2 separate regions of the Rattus norvegicus genome follow, and region 1 is linked to region 2. A link is a contact called in public Hi-C data. All regions are on one chromosome and are shown on one strand. The core of a region is the stretch at or near the end of the contact, and the rest is flanking DNA. Distances in the headings are between cores, read along the strand shown.

Region 1 (5,470 bases), core at 895-3,394, 59 kb after region 2:
TAGATGATTATTTACAAACTCAGATACATACTATTCATAATCTAATCCTTTTATTGGAACTAGGATTATCAAAACATTTGTTTTTCTAAATTAATTTTGATAAGAAGACTGAAGGGCCTCAGCAGTCATTTAAAGCCCCATAGCAAAAACCCCTGTTTTTGAGTTTCTAGGTAAGATTAAATTTTAGGAAATCATTAGCACATAGAAAAGGTGAATTTCTCTGAAAACGATAGAGAGAAGGCAAAAGTACCCACGAACGACCCAGTGGAACTAGGTACTGCATACTTTCCCGGGTACATTCCTTCTGACTGCTAAGTGCTACAAAATGGAGCGTTCAGTCTGGATATTCCTTCAAAGTTTCCCCGACCGTTTCTCAATTGCATGCCAACATACATTAGTTCAGTGAGTACAGAATCCCACTTGGGGGAGGGAGCAATGAATAGTATCTAGGTCTACTGTTGTTACAAATTAAGAGTTTATTTAGACTAGCAGCTACATAACTTTTCCTTCCTCCGTAAGTAGACTTTTTGTAGGAGGTTAATCGAGATTTTCGTGGCTCCAACAACCCGGTTCTACAGCAGGCCTGCCTAGGAGGGGGGCTGGAGTGGGGGCGGAAACTCTTCTTTCCACTCAAGTTACAGCCCGAGTGGGCTAACAACATGGCAGTGTTTGGAAAACCAATTAAGTTTTGGGCAAAGATCCTATACTGGTTTAGCCTAAAGCAAGTTCTTTAAAAATTAAGTAATTAAAAAGAGAAAGCGGGGAGGGGGGGGTTCGGGAGGGGAAAAAGACACTGAAGAAAAATCTACCAGGACCTATCGGAATGTTAATACTTTGAAACGGTTTCACTTCTGTGTTGGATCCAGTTGGGAAAATAACCAGGCGTCGTGGATGTGGATAAGCAGCCATGTTCACATCCGCAGTCAGTTAAAGAGCAATGGCGAGCCTGGAATTAGTCATTGCTTCCCAAACATTACCTTTAATCACAGTTGAGCCAGGCAGAACTCGGCCTATGAGTCAACCTGCAACGCGCTATCAAAGGCCAGCGCAGAAACCTCTGCACCGTGAGCGCGCCGAGCTCCTGCGCAACGCACAGACGTGGCTCATTTAAAAGCTTTCGGGCCGAACAGTAAATAATAGGTTACGATTGGGAAAGGGACACGTGAGCCCACCGAGTGTGAAAGGATCCCGCCCGCGCGAGTTCCAGGGTACCGCAGAGGCGAGCGGAGGACGAGGGAGCTCGGCCAACTCTCGGGATCGCCGGGGCAGGGGAGACCGAACCCTGCACCCGGACCGCGCCTGGGCCGCGAGAGCAGAAAAGCTTTCGGGAGAGGGAGGGGGAGGGGACGAGAAGGAACCAGAAACTCAATGGACCGGTTCAACCCCCACCCCTCACCGACACGGGAAAACAAGAGGGTAGTTAACGCGGCTCCACGGGACACTCCAGTGGAGCGGGAAGGGGAGACCGTGTACCCCAGGCCTGGAGTCCTGCACGGGACGCCGGGCCCCCTCCCCCCACCTCCCCTCCCCCATGGTCGGAGCGAAGGTGCGGAGCGGAGGCGCGCGCATTGTGCTGCCCCCGCGGCCGCCAACTCCGCGAAAACAACCCCCAGCCCAGCACCCCCACGCGGCCCCGGGCCCCCGCGTTGTCCTTACCTGTCGCGAGTGGGACTTGGGCTCAGGCGGCTTGAAGAAGGAGTCGGGCAGCTTGCGAAGCCTCATGGGCACGGTCTGTGGCACGTTGGCCGTCTTGGGGTTCATGACGGCGTTGAAAAGCGCTTCCAGGTCGGTCTCCGAGTCCCCGCGGACGTGCACGACCTGGTGACCCGCCGGGGGTGCGGGCGGGGCCGCGGGGGTCCCGGCCGGAGACACCGACGGCGGCGCGGGGCCTTGCGGGGCCGGCTGGGGCGGCGGCTGTTGCGCGGGCTCCATGGCTGCGGCCTCGTTCGACGCTCGGGGCGCTGCGCTCAGGTTCGGGGGGCTGCGTCGCGCGCCCGCATCGCCCTGCACTCCTTGCCCGAGGCCCCCTCCCCTCCCCTTCGTGAGCTCCTTCCTTCCTCCCTTTCTTTGCCCCGGGCCGCGGCGGCGTCCCAACTGAGACAGAAACTTCGGCTCTAGACGCCCAAACTAAAAAGTTGCGAGGAGCGCCCGCCCGCGCGCCTCGCGGGCTCCGCCTCCTCGTCGCTCTTCCTTCCTCTGCGCGCCCGCCCGCACCGAATCCGCGGGCCCCGGGAAACTTTCCCTGCGCGTCGTTACATTCCTGCAGACTCCCTGCCGCACGTGACCCGGAGGCGACCGCGCTGCGTGCGCACCCACCGGCCGGCCCGGAGCGGCGCGTCTGCGGGCGCAGACCCTGCCGGACCGGCGCGCAACGCCAAGGCCGCCAGAAATCCCGACAGCCCGCTGGGCAGGCTGGATGCAAAGGCGACGCTGTTCGCCTGCACTGATTTTAATCCGGTCCGCGTTTTAACATTGATTCCATTTACCACAAGTTGGAAGAAGAAACAACAAAACACTTGAGGGCGGGTGTAAATGATTACATAGTGAAGCTTGGAACCAGGAGTTGACTCAGAGTATCTAACAAAAAGAAGCATAGTATTACTTTTTTAAAAAGTTTTGTTTTAAGCAGGTTTAGCCCTGTAGCCAAGGATATCCTCCAACTCCGGACAATCTTCGTGCCACAACTTCCCGACTACTAGGATTCCCAAGTGAGGGCCTCTGCTAGCCCGGTTTTTGTAAATTCGTTCTCTTTCCTTTTCTATTCTTTCTTTTTTCTTTTCCTTTTCTTTCTCTTTCTTCCTTTCCTTCCTTCTTTCCTTCCTTTCTTCTTTCTAATTATATTGATTGAGTGAGCACACTTGCACAGGTGAAGGTCAGAGGGCAATTTTTGGGATCTGTTTTCTTCCTGACTGTGGGTCCCAGAAATCGAACTCAGGTACCCTGAGCCATCTCACTTGGAGCACTGACTGTCTTTCAACTCACTACATAACTGAGGCTGGCTTTAAATTTCCGCTCCCCCTACCTCAGCCTATAAAGGGATAGGATTACAAATGTGGGCAGCCTTGCTCAGCAAACCATTTTTTTAAGTGAAAAATCATGCCAATTTTTTAACATCAAGACTTGATATTTCACTGGGAACATCAACTCCAAACAAAAGTCACTGTTGAACTTGAAGGAGCATGTTGGTTTTCCTTCTTGTGCTTGGTACAAGGTTAGACAATGTGAAGAGAACAGGACACGAACCTCAATGGAGAGCACCTTAACCCCGTTCTCTGTGTGTCAGTCTTCTATCAGAAGCCTATTTGGAATAAAAAATGATAAAAATCTGTGTTTTTTAAGTTAATTATTGATATTGGGTGTTTTGCCTGACTATATATGTCTTTGCCTAGGTCTCACAGCGGCCGAAAGAGGGTGTTAGATTCTGTGGAATTGGAGTACAACTGGTTGTGAGAAGCTATGTAGTTGCAGGGATTCGAACCTGGATCCTCTTAGGAACCAGTACTTTTCGTGACTGGCCATCTCTTCAGTCCCTTGTTGAAGTCATGAGGTACAGAACAAAAAATAGTTTCATTGAAATATAACTCACATAACTATAGTTTTCCACTTAAGCAGTTTGGTGCTTTTTGAGTATATTTCCAGAGTTGTGCAACACTGATTTTAAACACAGAAATTTCTTCTCCAGAAATCTGGTTTCTTGTGTTAATGATTTTGTCTGCAGTGTGAGTGAAACAGGTATAAATAGGATTAAGCAAAGAAAGGACCCTTGAGCAAAAAGATAATCTCTTTCTCTAGTCCAGACATGCCCGGAAGAATTCTAAGCAGCAGTCTTTTGCTTGTGTGGTAGAGCGGAGTGATCTAGCTTCAGACAGGTAAGGTTTGAATCAACTATTCCGTAGCCTGTTTCCTGTCCTAGAGAGGAAGAAGGGTAAATGTACCCTAGGACTGACCCCACAATTAGTTCACACCCCACCAAGTGCCAAGGCATTTAGCCACAGTCTTGTAGGCTCTGGACCTTCTGAGTTTAGAGTTCAGGACCTCATTCCCCACACAGGAGCTGTGTGATAGTGAACAAACTACTTCCTGCTTTTTAATTTTGTAATTACGTCCACCTCATGTCTCTTATGTTGTTGAGACATTAAATGAGTCAACAGATATGAAGTCCTTGGCCCAGTGTGTGGCAAAAGGCGAGGTCTTGGTAGTCAGCCATTGCCATTGCCCTGTGTTTGCAGATTACTTCATGGGTAGTGGCCAAGCCTGTGGGATCACAGCTCTTTTTGAATCCTGACAGCACTCCCTCTTTCTCAAAGCCAAAAGTTAAGCCACAAGCAAAACCTTTGGACAAAATATCTGCAGTAAAAGTTGGAGTGGCAGACAGTGCTGGTGCATGCCTTTAATAGTGCACTCAGGAGACAGAGGCAGGCAGATCTCTGTGTAGGCGTGTGGGGTTGGGGTGAACTCAAGCCAGACTTGGTGATGCATTCCTTTAATCCAGGACTGGAGAGGCAGAGGCAGGTGATCTCTTGAGATCAGGTCGATCTACTCCACGACCTACTCGACAAGGTGAATGTCAAGCCAGCTGGGCTAGCTACACAGACTCTTGGTGTTTTTTTTTAAAGGTTGAACTGAAATTATACCTAAAGATGGTAGGCAGGTAGGCGAATTGCCAAACTTGTAGGCTGGGGTGAGCTACATAGGATGCCGTCTCAGGTAGGCACGGTGGCACGGCGGGAAGCAGAGGGTCAAAAGCTTAAGGCCAGTTATTGACACCGTAAGTTTAAAAGGAACTAGGGCTATTCCTGTCTCGTAATAGCAAAACGTACACCTGAAAGGAAACTTTTAGAAGAAAAGTGACTAAGCAAGGGTTGCAATGGAAGCTGTCCTCTAACTATAGCTTTACTACCATGGACACTGGAATTAATGCGCTTATGTGCTTTAGTGAATAAAGTTTCACCAGCCTTTAAAGAACACACTTGCTGTGATAACTGGATCAACACTGTGTCCCTTACCATTTGTCTTAGTTAGGGTTTCTTTGCTGTAAAGGGACACCATAACCAAAGCAACTCTTATAAAGGACAACATTTAATTGGGGCTGCCTTACAGGTTCAGTCCATTACCGTGGCAGGAAGCAAGGCAGCATCCAGGGAGGCATGATGTAGGAGGAGCTGAAAGTTCTATATCTTTATCCAAAGGAAGCCAGGAGCAGACATAGGCTGATAGGAGGAGGGTCTAAGGCCCACCTCCACAGTGACACACTTCCTCCAACAAGGTCACACCTACCTCATAATGCCAAGCATATTCAAACCACTACACCATTGTTTCTCACACTTCAGTCAGAAATGAGTAAGAGATGAGGACAAATGGGTATTCAGTCTTTTGTCTTCTTGCTTGACCACCCCTTTTTGAGTTCTTATGTTCCCTTGAGGCTGAAAGGTAGCTTATCTTTGTATGTGGTTTCCTGAGATAAGATGGT
Region 2 (5,788 bases), core at 3,025-5,524:
CTGAACTATTGGTTGTCATTGTCCTCAATTCCTGAGTCATCCCGGGAGAAGACACTGCATTCTGAGTCCCTCCATCCTGCTCCAGTGAGGGCAACTGGCTGCGGAGAGCTAATTCCTTAAACAGACAAATGTAAAGACAAAAGTCAGTCTGCTGATTAACAAATTTATTTTTAGATTTAAGAGAGATGCAATACCACAAAAGGGGTAAATACGCATGAAAAAGGTAAAACATTAACATTTAACACTTCCTAATCAGAATAACCAAATTCTTCTACCCATTTCAAGTGATTAGAAGTAGGCTGCAGACACTAACCCCAAAACATGCACAATTTTAATTGCAAAGATCCCCCAAAATCTCCCCTTGGGACAGTCAGGGCTTTAAATGGTAGTTCTTAGACTTCATCGTCACTTACCCGCTCTGACGGTCTGGGCCAGCAGTGCAAACAAAATGGAAAGGACAAGGACAGTGTGATTTGTTGTCAGGCACAGTGCCCCGCCCCCACTGAGCACAGGAAGCCTCGCCATCTTAGGGACTTCCTCCCAGAACCAAATAGAGCTGTGTTCTCTCCTTTGGGGTAACATTTCTTCAGGGATCAAACAGTGCTCAACAGAATCCTACCTGGAAATCTGCCACAGGCTGACGGGCCTTGGAGATATTTCAGACATTCTGCACCAGGGCCTCTCACCACTCTACTCTATAAGTCGTGGACTTGTCTCCTGAGCAGACGTCATCCCTGACAGAGCACAGGCCCCTCTCTTCTACTTGTTAACTGACTTGCAACACTGAGTTTTCTATAAAGCATGCTGTCAGGTCTCTGCCGTTTCCAGACCCACGGCTGCCTTTAAGGTAGTTTCCTCCAGCCACATCTAAAGCCACATCTTCGCTCGCTCAGGGCCTGAGCCATCAACACCTCCACACAGCTACAGCTATGGTGTCTCCTCTCTTTAATCCAGGTTTATTTACATCCTCAGGCCTAATGTCCTTCACACTGGAGCTCCTTACCTAGAGGTGTACTGAGTATTCAGGTCTGTGCACGTGTGCGAGGGAAAGATTACCTTACATTTTTGGTAAATTTGAACTCAAATTTTAAAACTTCTTCAATTATGAATGGACAATAACAGTATTCATTGTAGCTGATTTTTCAACAGTATTTCCATAACTCATAATTCCACAACACTTCTCAGTCATTAGGGAAATGCAGGATCAAACTAGTCCAAATTACTATAAAGAAAACCAACACCAAATGCTGTAAAGATCGAGGGGGTGAAGAAGGAAACCCTGTGCACCGCTAGAGAGCAAGTTCACTCTATAAACAGAGGAACACTAGGAACGAGGGCCGTCAGAGAACCACTCCTGTAAACACCAGAGGGATGTGAACTCCGAGACATCTGCACACCTATGTGTGATATTGCTTTACTCACAACAGCCAAGGCTCCGAGGCAAGAAAGACGTCTAGAGGCCCAGCAACAGATGTGTAGATTAACTGATTGATATGAAATATGAAAGAGAACTCATGGAAATGGGTGAAGATAGTGGACAAAGCAAGCAAAACTTGGACAAGTATCCTACAGTTTCTCCTACTGAAAATCTCAATTTAAAAAAGTATATACACCCACAAAGGCATCAAAAGGAAAGGTGGGTTATTTGGTGGGGGAGACCAACAAAGAGAGATCAAGAGGATGCTGTGTGGGGTACATATGAGGAAAGCACACTATGATAAACATGTATGAAATACTATATAACCCATTGTTTCTTATATTAAACTTCCCATCCAGACCAGACTATCCTTAAACTCACTCTGTAGATGAGGCTAGCCTCAGACTCAAGACCTGCTTCTGCCTCCCAAGGGCTGGGATTAAAGGTGTGCACCACCGCCTGGCTAATATGTCATTACTGTGCACCCCTGCACTTTCTCAGGACTGTGTTTTCCCTGTGTGGCTCCAGGAAACCAGTTCTTGGATGACCTCATCTCCCATTTAACCCTTCACACTCCGGGCCCTTCCTGCTCTAGCCTTTTCTGGTTTCCTTTGTCCTCTCTCTACAAGCCCATGACTTATTGATAGGCCCTATACCTTTCTAGGTGGTGTGTGTATGTGTTAAGTCTGCCTGCGTATTCTTTACTGGGTCATGCCTGCGTCCACTGCTTCCCCATCTCAACAAGAACACTGAGACTCTCAGGCCCAGTCTTAGATCCTCTGGCTGTTTCTGCTCAAAGGCCAACACTCTGCAGTGGTTCCTGTGATAACCCAGTTCTGTCAGACAGAATTCCCTTGCTGACTACATCACCCTGAAAGGTGAGAAGTGACTCTAGTGGTGGAGCATCCCCACAGCTTCTCAAACTTCGCTCTCCCATGCGTGGCTTCTTGCTAAGACAGTGTTTTTTCTATTATTTAGGGCTCAAGGAAGGCAATGTTTTTCCTATCTAACTCCAATGATCCCAGCTGCATTTTTGAGATTGGATTTTGCAGGCCACGTCTTTAAACCCCAAGCACATAGCAGGCTGTGGAGCATCCTGCATTAACCTATGTCCTGAAAGGACAGAGTCAAGAGGCTGTTTTATTGAATAAAATGGTAGCAACCCTGAATAATCAATCCATAGCATCCTGAAACTGAACACGCCCAGGACTGTACGGAGTGCTACCGATATGCTACGGAGAGCTACCGATATGCTACGGAGACATGCTAGGAAGGGGCTGCCTCCACCCATATCCTAGCACCTCAGATGCATTTTATCAAAGAGACCCATTTTGGTCTATCTGGTTTTTAATTGTGTTCAGTCAACGGTACATGGCCATAGCTAACAGTTAATAGAAATAACTGTAGTGTGGTGAATTTTCATAGTATTTTAACAATCTTTTATCTTGGCTCTTTTGAAGATTGTGCTTTTCCAAGATCACTGCATGCATTAAAACTAATAGCAGCCCCTTGTTGGTTGTGATGAACACTTTTAATTCAGCAGAGGCAGAGGCAGAGGCAGGCAGGCAAATCTGTGAGTTCCAGGACAGCCATGGCTACGCAGAGAAACTGTCTCAAGGCCTCTGTTTCTGCTCTTTGAATTCTGTTGCTCTTCTGCTTTTACTGGTTTTTCTTTTTAATTTACTTATTTTTATTGCACATGCACTGGTATAAGTTTGAGGGTGAGGACCCTCTAGAACTGAGGTTATAGACAACTGTGCTCTACCACATGGATGCTGGAAAATCCAGGTTCTGTCAGTGCAGCCCGTGTTCCTAACTGCTAAGCATGCACTTCCTGACCCACTGCCACCTCAGTCTCTCCCACTGGCAGACGATGCAGATCTCGAAGTCTAGACTTACCAAGAAAGGCAACCTGGGATGTGAAGGCAGCTAGTTGTTCATTCCTAGTCACCCAAGGAGCCTCCAAGAAGGCCCTGAGCCATGATCAAAATCCAGCTACCCGTCCTTGAGAGGATCAGTAAAAAAAGGTGACAGGGTGACAGTACTCTGCGCTACAAGGCTGGCAACAATTTGAAGGAAACCAGAACCACAAAGACATCTGTCGTGGACACACAGATAAGCAGCTATACTCAAGGCAAGATCACTCATGTCCTCAGAAAGGAAGACACTGTGCTTCCTGTCATTCCCTTAACACAACTTAAAGTTTTGTGTGAATAAACAAACATGGTGTGTACCCTTTTATCTAGAGTACACAATCCCACACCCCTACATAGACCCAAGCCAGGTGCCGTGACGGTGCACACCTGTAATTCCGGCACCTGGAAGGTTTAGGGGAAGGAGGTCCAGTCTTAAAGCCAGCCTGGGCTACAAGAGCCAGGTTTCAACAGAGGCAGGAAACTCAAGTTCATTCTGGAAAACAGGCAAACCCATCTTCCTCATGAAGCACCACAGAAATCTAGATCAGGCTGGGACCACTGACTTTACTCACAAGGCAGGACTCTAAACATGTCCCAGATTAGCTGAGATTTACAGGCTCACTGGGAAAAACTACTGCATATTTGAATTATTACAGAAGAGAATGCACTAAAAATACTTGATTTAGAAAAAGTCAAATACTCTAGTAGCAGAACTATTTGATCTCTGACACAGGGCAGAAGACTGACCTGGCTCTGGCCAAACTTCTTCTGACTTGCTTACTTCCCCATTTTGTAAGACTTTCAAACTTTTCCAACTACCTTTGGGAAAAGAGAAGTTGGACCATCTTGTATTTTTAGCTCAGTCGTCTAATTTTAGGCACTGTGTTCAAGATGAAATAACCCCAAGCTCCTTGGAGACAGAGCAACTTGCAACATCCAGTGCTTTGGGTGAAGTCACTCCTGTAGGCTGTCCAACCATGTCCCCAGGCTGAAGTTGTACAGCTGCTCCACACTGACCCAGTTACAGGACAATGGCTGTGTCTCTGTACTGAGGCGGCTAATGCTGCGCCACGGAGGCTATAGCCCCAGCAACACTGGTTCCCATAGGACAGCGTACAGAGGATCTTTTGAAAAAGCCAGCTCTGATTTCACGTTCATTCTCCTTCAGCATCTGACGAGGTGCAGCACAGAGTAGGATGCACCTCCAATCTTCCGTTCACGTCTGAGAGCTGCCTAAAGCCTTCTCAGAGGCGCTGACAACATGTAAAACGCTTTGTTTACTAAGTGTGCCTGTCACATGCCATTTACCTAAAGTGCTTTCAACTCCACAAGGTTGTTTACTGAAAGCACACAGATTAGAGACAGGAAACCCTGTAGCACCTTGGCTCCAAGAAGTAACCTCTGACACAGGACAGAGGGTGCAGGTAATGGCGCTCCCTGCATGCAGGTTGATTTATATAGGAAGAGAAGTTGTTTTTAGATTCAATTAATGCCCAAGATGTGATTAAGAAAGAGGGGAGTGGGGAGGAAGCCAGGTGTGCTCCAGCCTGTAATCAGTAGTGGGGGACTGAGGCAGAATTCTAGTTCAAGGCCAAGCTGGACCACAGAAAACAAGACCCCCCCCCCCCCACAAAAGGAAGTCAGGGAGACTACTTTACGCAAAAACTCAAAAACAAAGTGATCCACCCCCCTCCATCATTCACGTGTTAAACATTCATTTCAACTGATTACCACTCTAGCTTTTGACAGTTTCTTGAAGCTGACAACAGGTTTAACTTTACTGAATCCTATTTGCTGCATATGAAAATACTAAGGGTAGTCAACTGCGGGTGCAGCCAAGTCAGTCTGTACTGTCTTTGGCAGTACTGAGATATGCTGCAAAGCATGTGCCTTTGGATACTGCATGGCACACAGGCATGGGCAAGTTGGCAACCACCTGCTTAAGGAGGGTCACCTTTGTGAGCTAGAAATCTAATGTAGGAAATGAAAAGTTAACTCCAAAAATGCATATTCTTACAAATGGTCTGCCTCGGCTGCAGCAATGTAAACCAACAATCCTGAAGACAGCAGAAGCTGCCATTGCTCAAGGTCAGAGTCTTAGCCAGGTGTGGAGGTGCAGTTTATGACCCACGTTCAAGGCTAGCCTGTTCTACACAGTGAGTTCAAGACCAACCCTGCTTCAAAACCAAACCAAGACAGACCGGGTCTTATCAGTCTCCTTTCCAGCTCATCTCTGAGTCCTAGAGTTCTTCATTACTTCCGAAATAAACACACCAAGTTGGGCTGTTTCTGAAAGATTTCTAGAGTTTGGTCTTTTGTAACCTGAGACTTGAAAACCAAACAAGAAAAAACTAGAAAGCTCTTTATGGCATCACTTCCTCAAGAGGCAATTATAGTTAATAAAACATATCGTTAGTAAGACAGAGCAGTAAGCTGTTAGCTGTCTCACTGTGTA

Evidence for each region. A called contact is a pair of places that touch in the nucleus more often than the background predicts.
Region 1: a Hi-C map of psoas muscle shows a contact between it and region 2, with 2.4 times the contacts expected there. The contact joins the promoter of Yap1 here to the enhancer-like site in region 2. A contact is called at or near these places in 5 of 12 Hi-C or Micro-C datasets (the A7r5 cell line, kidney, liver and 1 more).

The regions. Positions count from the first base shown.
Region 1 is chr8:13,449,293-13,454,762 of GRCr8, forward strand. Yap1 (Yes1 associated transcriptional regulator) reads right to left here and starts at 2,145. Exons shown (of 8, transcript NM_001394329.1): 1 at 1,657-2,145. The coding sequence starts at 1,932.
Region 2 is chr8:13,387,802-13,393,589 of GRCr8, forward strand. Yap1 (Yes1 associated transcriptional regulator) reads right to left here. Exons shown (of 8, transcript NM_001394329.1): 6 at 1-115. Among named protein-coding and RNA genes, the nearest start is that of Yap1, 61 kb to the right of the region's middle. Within about 2 kb of position 4,275, at least 23 of the 93 cell types and tissues checked have an H3K27ac peak or open chromatin away from gene starts, as enhancers often do.